Linked DNA regions of Gossypium hirsutum: region 2 is linked to region 1. A link is a contact called in public Hi-C data. All regions are on one chromosome and are shown on one strand. Each heading gives the region's core, a stretch centred on a gene start, on an enhancer-like site or on the middle of the called end of the contact. The rest is flanking DNA. Distances are from core to core; before and after follow the strand shown. Region 1 holds the start of LOC107945707 (mitochondrial outer membrane protein porin 2). Region 2 holds the start of LOC107945702 (glucan endo-1,3-beta-glucosidase 1).

Evidence for each region. A called contact is a pair of places that touch in the nucleus more often than the background predicts.
Region 2: a Hi-C map of hypocotyl shows a contact between it and region 1, with 4 times the contacts expected there. The contact joins the promoter of LOC107945702 here to the promoter of LOC107945707 in region 1. A contact is called at or near these places in 3 of 34 Hi-C or Micro-C datasets (hypocotyl and leaf).

What each region holds. Positions count from the first base shown.
Region 1 is chrD12:28,094,586-28,098,382 of Gossypium_hirsutum_v2.1, forward strand. It overlaps LOC107945707 (mitochondrial outer membrane protein porin 2), which reads right to left and starts at 2,106. Exons shown (of 6, transcript XM_016879798.1): 1 at 1,720-2,106; 2 at 1,545-1,612; 3 at 745-855; 4 at 564-650; 5 at 268-476; 6 at 1-161. The coding sequence starts at 1,768.
Region 2 is chrD12:28,446,537-28,450,747 of Gossypium_hirsutum_v2.1, forward strand. LOC107945702 (glucan endo-1,3-beta-glucosidase 1) reads left to right here and starts at 2,506. Exons shown (of 3, transcript XM_016879794.2): 1 at 2,506-3,174; 2 at 3,310-4,211. The coding sequence starts at 3,114.

The sequences.
Region 1 (3,797 bases), core at 856-3,355:
CTTTAATCAGAGTGAGATGATCAACAGCATACACCCCTCCAACAGTAAACGTGTTCTCATTTGTGGAAAACCTTCGGCTGATCTCAGCCACGGCAGCACTCTTCTTCAGCTGGTCCATGTAATGCACATATGATGCTTTTATACTGTCTCCCTTGTCTCCCCTGCAAATAATAAGAGAAAGAAATCAGGGTCAAAGATTAGAAAATTCTCAATTCGGTTCACTTTTAAAATCATGTGGAGTAAATACAGTAATGTACAAAAGCTTACAGAATTATCGAAGCACAGGAATCCGGTTTTGTCATGCTAATACCAGCAGTATACTTTGTGAAATTTCCAGAGGTGGTATCATAACCTGCCTCTGCACCAAAAGCAATAGTGGGTGTCCCAATGGTCGCCGTGACATCAACGCCTGGTGTCTGGTTCAAACCAACCGTTGTTGTAACGGTTGCATGGTCATGGAAATACTGAACCTCCAACTGCAAAATAGATAGCAGATATGGACTATTAAACATCAAAATCATCAACATGGAAAACATTTCTGCTTAGGAGAGGTAGCTTCCTACCTTGCCTGAGTTATAATCAGGCACTTTGAACGATGCAATAGTCTTCGTGGATGGAAGAATCTCAGTGAATGTAAGTGTTGTGGAGATCTGGAAAAACAATGTAAGAATGTAAGACGCTCAGCTGGATTAGGCTACTGTTATTTAATAGTTTCAAAAGAAAGTGAAAACCATAAGAACCCACGTTAGAGTTGGTATCAACTTTGACATCGAATTGAGTATTCTTGTACTTGTATAATGCAGCAACATCCCCAGTAGAAAGTCCTCCTTTCTTTAGAGCAGTTGATGTAAGGGCCTGATATATATATAAGGGGGCATATGAGGAATAAAATAGAACAACTTCACCTGTTGTAAGTTTTAAATTATAGGATCTAGCTAAAGAAAACCACATGAAAGTTCATTAACCTCAGCAGACAAATCAAAATTCAAACCGCCAAGGAAAACTTTGAGACAAGTAAAATTTAAAACTTTTGGCTCGGTTCAGAGCGGTGTATCTCTTGCATTCATTCGAATTACACCTTTTGAACTAAAAAAAGTGGTAATATCAATTCAGACGAAAACAGTGCCATCTGGAAACACAGGTTCACCGACAATAGATTGGCAACAAAATGTTTGAGTCCAAAGATTCATGAGAAATCCAGGGAAATCACCCTAAAACAGATTTCTTTTCAGTGGAAAAGAATAAATAACAAGAACCTTGATTTTTCAAATGCCCGATCTACATTCAATTATAAGTTAGACCTTTCTAGCCCTTTTTTTTTTGGTTGCAAATTAGACCTAATTACTCCAAAACTCAAGGTTCACAATTACATAAATAGAGCCTGAAATTATGAAAGCACTAGTTTTACACAAATATGGACCCTCTCTATATATCAAGTCCTAGCGAGCAAATCGGAGTGTCATTATAGAATAAACTATCGCACCCCAGCTACGATATAAACATGAATCGAAATTCAAGGTGTAAAAGAGATTATTTTGGCATACAACTCCAGCGCCAGTGTAAGTAGAAACAGTGAACTTCTGATCCGAGGTATAATCTTTAGTCAACAGATCTAAGCATTCAAAAAAGGGAGAAATGAAAACAGGTAATTGAAAGGAATATAAATATATATCGAAAGATCGTACGGTGGAGAAGGAAGGAGATAGAGGAATTGATTACCTTTGGCTTTCTTGCCGATATCGACGAAGAGTCCTGGTCCCTTACTCATGGTTGCAGAAAAGACTGGGAAAGATCTGAGAAATTGATAGGATTTAAAAGATGGTGAAATCGAATGGAATCGATTCGAAGGACGCAGGGCTTTTTTTAGTGGAGACGAAAATGAAAATGCCAAAACTTTTGAAGGAGGTGAATATCGGGTGTGCCCCTTTTTGGAACTCCTAGTGTTCGTAACCGTTTGATTTTGTCGAAACTATGATCAAATTCAACCTTCATCAAGTATATGTATTATTTAAATAATCACAATGCTGGCTGGATCTGGGAGGAATATTATTACAGCCAAATCCTACACTAATGGATGAGTTTCAAAAAGTAACTACTACACATTTTTTTGCCAGGAAAGTGATGATTTCAGATAAATAAAAATATTGTTTATTAACTTTTTTTTTAGTTATAATATTTGAATAAATCTTTTGTTTTTTAAATAAAGTTTAGATCTTACAGTTGTTTAAACTTGATGATATGGTCATGACAAAAAAACCTTTGATCATATAGTTTACTTCAAGAATTATCGAGATTTAATCTTAAAAATAGGTTCAGAGGAATGCCAACTTAAACTCTTAAATTAAAGAGTTTTGAGATTTAATTGGGCCAATGAAATTCGCTTCTAAGATTATTAAGATTTGATCTTGAACAATGGTGTGAATTACTTAAAAAATTCATTTTTTAAAATAATTATTGGATTAGGTTGATTTTTTTTGTAAAATTACAGGATCAGGCTGAAATAATGAAAACGTTTTCATCTAAAAGCGTTTTCAGCATATTGGCAGAAAAAATCTTTTAGCTGGAAGTGCTTTCTGCCACATTAGCTGAAAACACTTCCTGTTTTCCCCCAACGGTCACTCTCAATGGCTATTTTCTCCAACAACTATTTAATTAGCTATTGAAACCAACGACTACCTCCAAAACGACTATATTTCTTTTTCTATATAACCCCCCTCCCTCATTTCATTTTTGTCAATTCAATCTCAACTATCTCTCTCACACACATTTTCAAACCTCTCTCAATTCCTTTTAATTTCTTACTCAAATTTTATTTCTCTCTCAACTCTCTTTTTTTTATTAAAATTATATTAAAATTTTTGTAAATTTTTTTTTTTCTATTACAAGTTATTTCGTGTTTTTCAAAATTAGCAATGGAAAAATCTCTAATCCGTTTGGATGGCAAGCACATTTCGGTCGATCAATTACAAATGACAAGAATTTTTTATTATATTTAATCCAATTTAATTTAAATATTTTCTTATTATATTAGAATTTAATATTATGTATTTTTTTATATATAACCAAAAGAATGAGTTTTGGAGACGTATATTCGTAATCTACCCGGTCCTCAATCACCTTTAATCGAACCCTACTTGAGAAATGCGAGATTTTTACACGTGCCATTATAGGTAAGGGGTGTATATTGGACCCCACACTTGTAAGCACGCTGGTGGAAAGGTGGAGACCCAAGACGCACACATTCCATCTTCCATACAGTAAGTGTACTATCACTCTCAAGGACGTGCAGTTACAGCTCGGGTTACCAGTGGATGGGCCTGTAACACCCCAAATCTGACCTATACATTATGGCCAAATCTGGAAGGTTAAAAAAATAAGTTGAAATCTTTACTTTCCAGAACGTGACTCGTTACGAAAACGAAAATCAAAGTTTTATAAAACTCGCCACAATTTCTTAATAGGAAAATTTGTCATTCTTAAAACATTTATATGAATTTACCAACCACTAAATTAAAAACCCAATTTTATGAAATCATAGTGCTTAAGTCACTTGCTTCAGAAAACTCGTAATTCTAAATAAAATTTTGTAGCAGAAATTTTAGAGTTGATGATTTGAAAACCGTGATCTCGATAAGTGAAAACCAAACATTTATTTGAGCACATTCTGAAACTTTAGTTATTAATCTTCGTAAAACTCATTTCAAATTTGCAGTAGAAAATCCTTAGCTTGTTTAATTTTTGAAAACCAAACATTTATTTTTAAATAACTAAAAATAATGCAAAAATCTTTAATTGAA
Region 2 (4,211 bases), core at 1,256-3,755, 350 kb after region 1:
TATTTGTAAATAGAGACCCAGGTTAAGGTTTTCAAATGCAGGTGGAGCATTAAGATCGATGTCGAACCCGCGTACAGTTGATCATCTATCAACAGAAGCTTTTGAAACTTACATATTCGGATCTTGAACTCCATGTTCTTCACTTAATGGAGTGAAATCTTTAGCTGGCTCCACATCAACTAACTCAACAGACAACTAAATCGGTTCAATGTGGCCACTCTGATTTTGGTAATAAAGTGCGACCATTGTCTCTACGCCTTCATCGTCTACAAGTTTCATCTCGGTGAATTTGATAGGATTTGTCAAAACTGGGAATTTGTAAAATAGTTTCAAGATCCTCCTCCCACAACGTCTAACAATTTTTGCACTAATTCTTTCTTTCATATCATCAACTGACACATTTTTATTAAATTTCATTGTTATTTGGTAGTGACATTCAAATATACAACCAACTATTGTTAAAATTATTTCATTGAAATAAACACATATGAAAAAATTGATTATTCATATTCAATACTAAATCTATACAAATATTTAAACATAATTAAATTTCTCAATAATTATTTGCAAAATAAAATAAGATTCTATTGTAAAGAATATAATAACAAGAATTAATCATTGTACAAACCTTACAAATCTTTATGACTTTTCTTCTTTGTTTTCTCCTTTTCTACAAAAAGAATTCCTTTCTTTTATTCTTATCCATTAGCTGCTACAATCATTCAACAAAACACAAAAATATTATAACAATTCAACAAAACAAAACACAAAAATTACTACAACACTTCACACAAATTGTTATAATCGTTTAACTAAAAAATATAAGGGTTTGATGTCGCTTGACAGTCTCCCTCCTCCAACTAGTGCCTCCTGATAGTGGTCCTCCAAGCGGGTGCCGCCTGACATGTGCCCTCTAAGCTTGGTGCTGCCAGTGTAGCACCCTCTACCCTTTTTTATCCGTATTTTTTCGTGCCCTGTATTTTGCTCGCTATAGTTGCCTCAAACTGGTGTAGCCGTATAATGTCCCTTCAACATTAAAAAATATTTTTTAAGACATATTATGGGCTAATGATGGAGGTATGATTGGGTAGAGAAAAATGGATGGTGCTGCCACCCCTTTAGGTACCACCCCTCAATACTATTCATTTCACTCCATTTTAATAAATAATGTCACGAGGATACCATTTTGATATTTAATTAATTTTTTATATTATTGGGTAAAAAAACCTCAAAATCTTGTTTTGGTGAAGTTTTAAGGGTTTAGTACCAATAAAGGTCCATTTTCGAAATTATTTACGGAAATGGACTGTTTTTAAAAATAATAACGGGTATGGACCAAAAACCCAAAAACATATTGGCGTGGACGCGTTTTTAGGGGATAAACGCGTCCACGTCAGCATTTTTTCCTTGTGTCAGGCAAAAGCGTTGACGAGGACGCGCTGTTGGCCGTGTTTTTCCCCAATGGTCACCTCCAACGATCGTTTAAAAATCTAACCGTTGGGCCTCCGATAGTCAGGAAAAAAAAAGTATAAAACCCCCAACCCATTTTTTCACATCAAATTTCATTATTTTTCCAAATTTCTCTCTAAGTTTCTTTAAAAAGCTCTCAAAGCTCTCTAATTTTTTTTATTTTTGTCTGAATTATTATTAATTTATTTTTATAATTTTTAAGAAATTTGATCGTGTTAGTAATGGCCTGGCAATTAATTCGTCTTGATGATAAACATATCTCCGTCGACCAAATGTAAATGGTAAGAGTTAATTTCATTTTTTAATATTATTTAAATTTTAAAATTTCTTAAACAATTAAAAGCCTAATACCCTAATTTAAAATTTCCTAAACTCTAATCAAACCCAAAACCTGGACCCTAATTAGCAAATAATCTATTAGGGATTACATGGCCAAAAGCGTGACCACGTCAGTACGTTTTTACCTGACACAAGGAAAATAACATTGATGTGGATGCTCTTTTTTGTATTATCCTCTAAAAACATATCCATATTAGCGTGTTTTTAAGTTTTCAGTCCATACCCATTATTATTTTAAAAAACAGTCTATTTTTATAAATAATTTCGAAAATGAACCTTTATTAATATTAAACTCAAGTTTTAAAGATATTTTAATTTTCTGTTTAAAAAAATATTTTGATTTAATAATTTTAAATTTATTAATTTCTCCAAATAACCATTTGAACGTATAAAAAGAAAACAACCAAATTGAAAAATTCAAAATTTTTCGAGTAATTTTGGTGAGCCCGATGTATGAGTAGGCCTGCTGGTCAGAGCACTAAAAAACATAGAAAAAGTTGGAATATAAGGAAATAGTAAATACTAGTCACATCAAATATCCAGAATTGCTCCTCATGAAGCTGCTCTCCACCGTCTGATCCCTACGCCCGTCCCCACACTCTGCCACCCTTTTTTGTTTTTTCCTTTCACTTCATGTGTCCCGGACCCCACCACCAGTTTCCTTTTCCATTCCCTCTGTCTCTGTGTAATCAAACCGGCGTCGTTTCTGCCATTAGGAGTAGCAAATACATTATAGTATGTTTGGGGTGCAATGGTGACTGCAAAAAAGCTCACACTTCCCACACCAATGCACAGTCCTTATGTTCATTGGTTCCCACTTCCCACGCGTCCCAATGCGCTGTAGGAAAACAAGATGACCCTTCTCTCTCAATGTACATGTACTGTAATAATACTTTAAAAGAAAAAAGAGAGAGGATGTACTGTAAAAAATCTCGGGCACCAAGATTTTGCAGATATCTTCCTGCATAACTTGCTTGAACCCTTCAGTTCTTTTAAGTTCTGTGGTCTTGTACTCTTTGAGTTTGGTGACAAAGAATTTAGAAAAATAGGTAGTTTTTGTGTTTTTTAACTTTGAAGCCTGCAATCCATCCATGGTGAACATATTCTTTTGTTCACATTGAAGATCAAAGCCGCACTTCTTATAACTTGCACGGGGACTCAGAGGGGGAGGGAGGGAGTGAGAGACAGAGGGTGGGGTTTAAAGGGTTTTTCAGAGCTTTCAAGAGGTCCCAACTGTTCCAACTCCATCCCAACCCAACCCAACCCAACCTCATTTTCAGATCTTTATTATTGTTGAAAAAAAAATGTTGAAGATGGAGTTAATGATCATTTGCTTGTTCTTTCTCTGTTTTCTGGGTCTTACTGGTATGTTAAAGTATAAAATTTGAAAACCCTATATACTGTTTTCTCTAAATGTTTCATCATGTCAAAATGTGGGTTCTCTTTGTTCTACGTTTTCATCTCTTGAAAACATTTTTATGCGTTTTTTTTCTTTTGCAGGCGCAGGTCAAGAATCTATTGAATACCTTAGGCTTTATGACACAACTCCGGAGGTTATTCATGCATTACCTCACGGTGATGTTCCTATAGCAGTTGCTGTGAATGGCAATGTTCTCAGAGAGGTTTCTAGCAGTGTTTTGAAGGCTGAGAGTTGGGTCCGGGTTCATGCTTTAGCTCACTTTCCAGCTGCCAAAATCACTACCATTCTTGTGGGTGATACTATTCTTTGTCAAAATGGTAAAGGAGAAGAAGACAGTTTGGGTTTTTTACTACCATCCCTCAAGAACATTTATCACTCTCTTACAAGGTGGGGTCTAGAGAAAGACATCAAAGTGTCGGCTGTTTTTTCTTCCGATTGTTTGATGCAAAACTCTGTTGTTTTTACTGATGATTTGGGTAAGAAGGTGGTCAAATCCCTGTTGGAGTTCTTCCAAAATACAAACTCCACTTACTCCATTATTGCTCCTCCAAATTTGTCTTCCTCTTTGCATGAAACATTGGTTTTACTCTCCTCACACCTGGATTTCATGAAAAGGTTTGGATCTTTTGAGCTTAGAAAGGTCAATGTCGTATTCCCCAGTCAACAACCGAAAAAACCCATAAGCAGGAAGCTGTCAATGATGGATTCCAAGTTCGAAAGACCATTCCCTGATAGGCCATCCTCGCCACAAACCGCTCCTTCTACTGGCATTTCTGCGCCTGCCAATGTAGCCAAAACCCCTCATCCTCCACAGTACCCTATTGCTTCACTGCCTCCCATTTGCTTCCCTGTTGACTCTCCACCACCATTTTCCTTTCCCATTGCTCCAGAGCTGCCTCCGCCTTTTGTTCCCGCCAGCTCACCTAGTGGCTTCCATTTGCCTCCTTGTAATCCAGCCTATGACACTGCACCAGCACCAGAG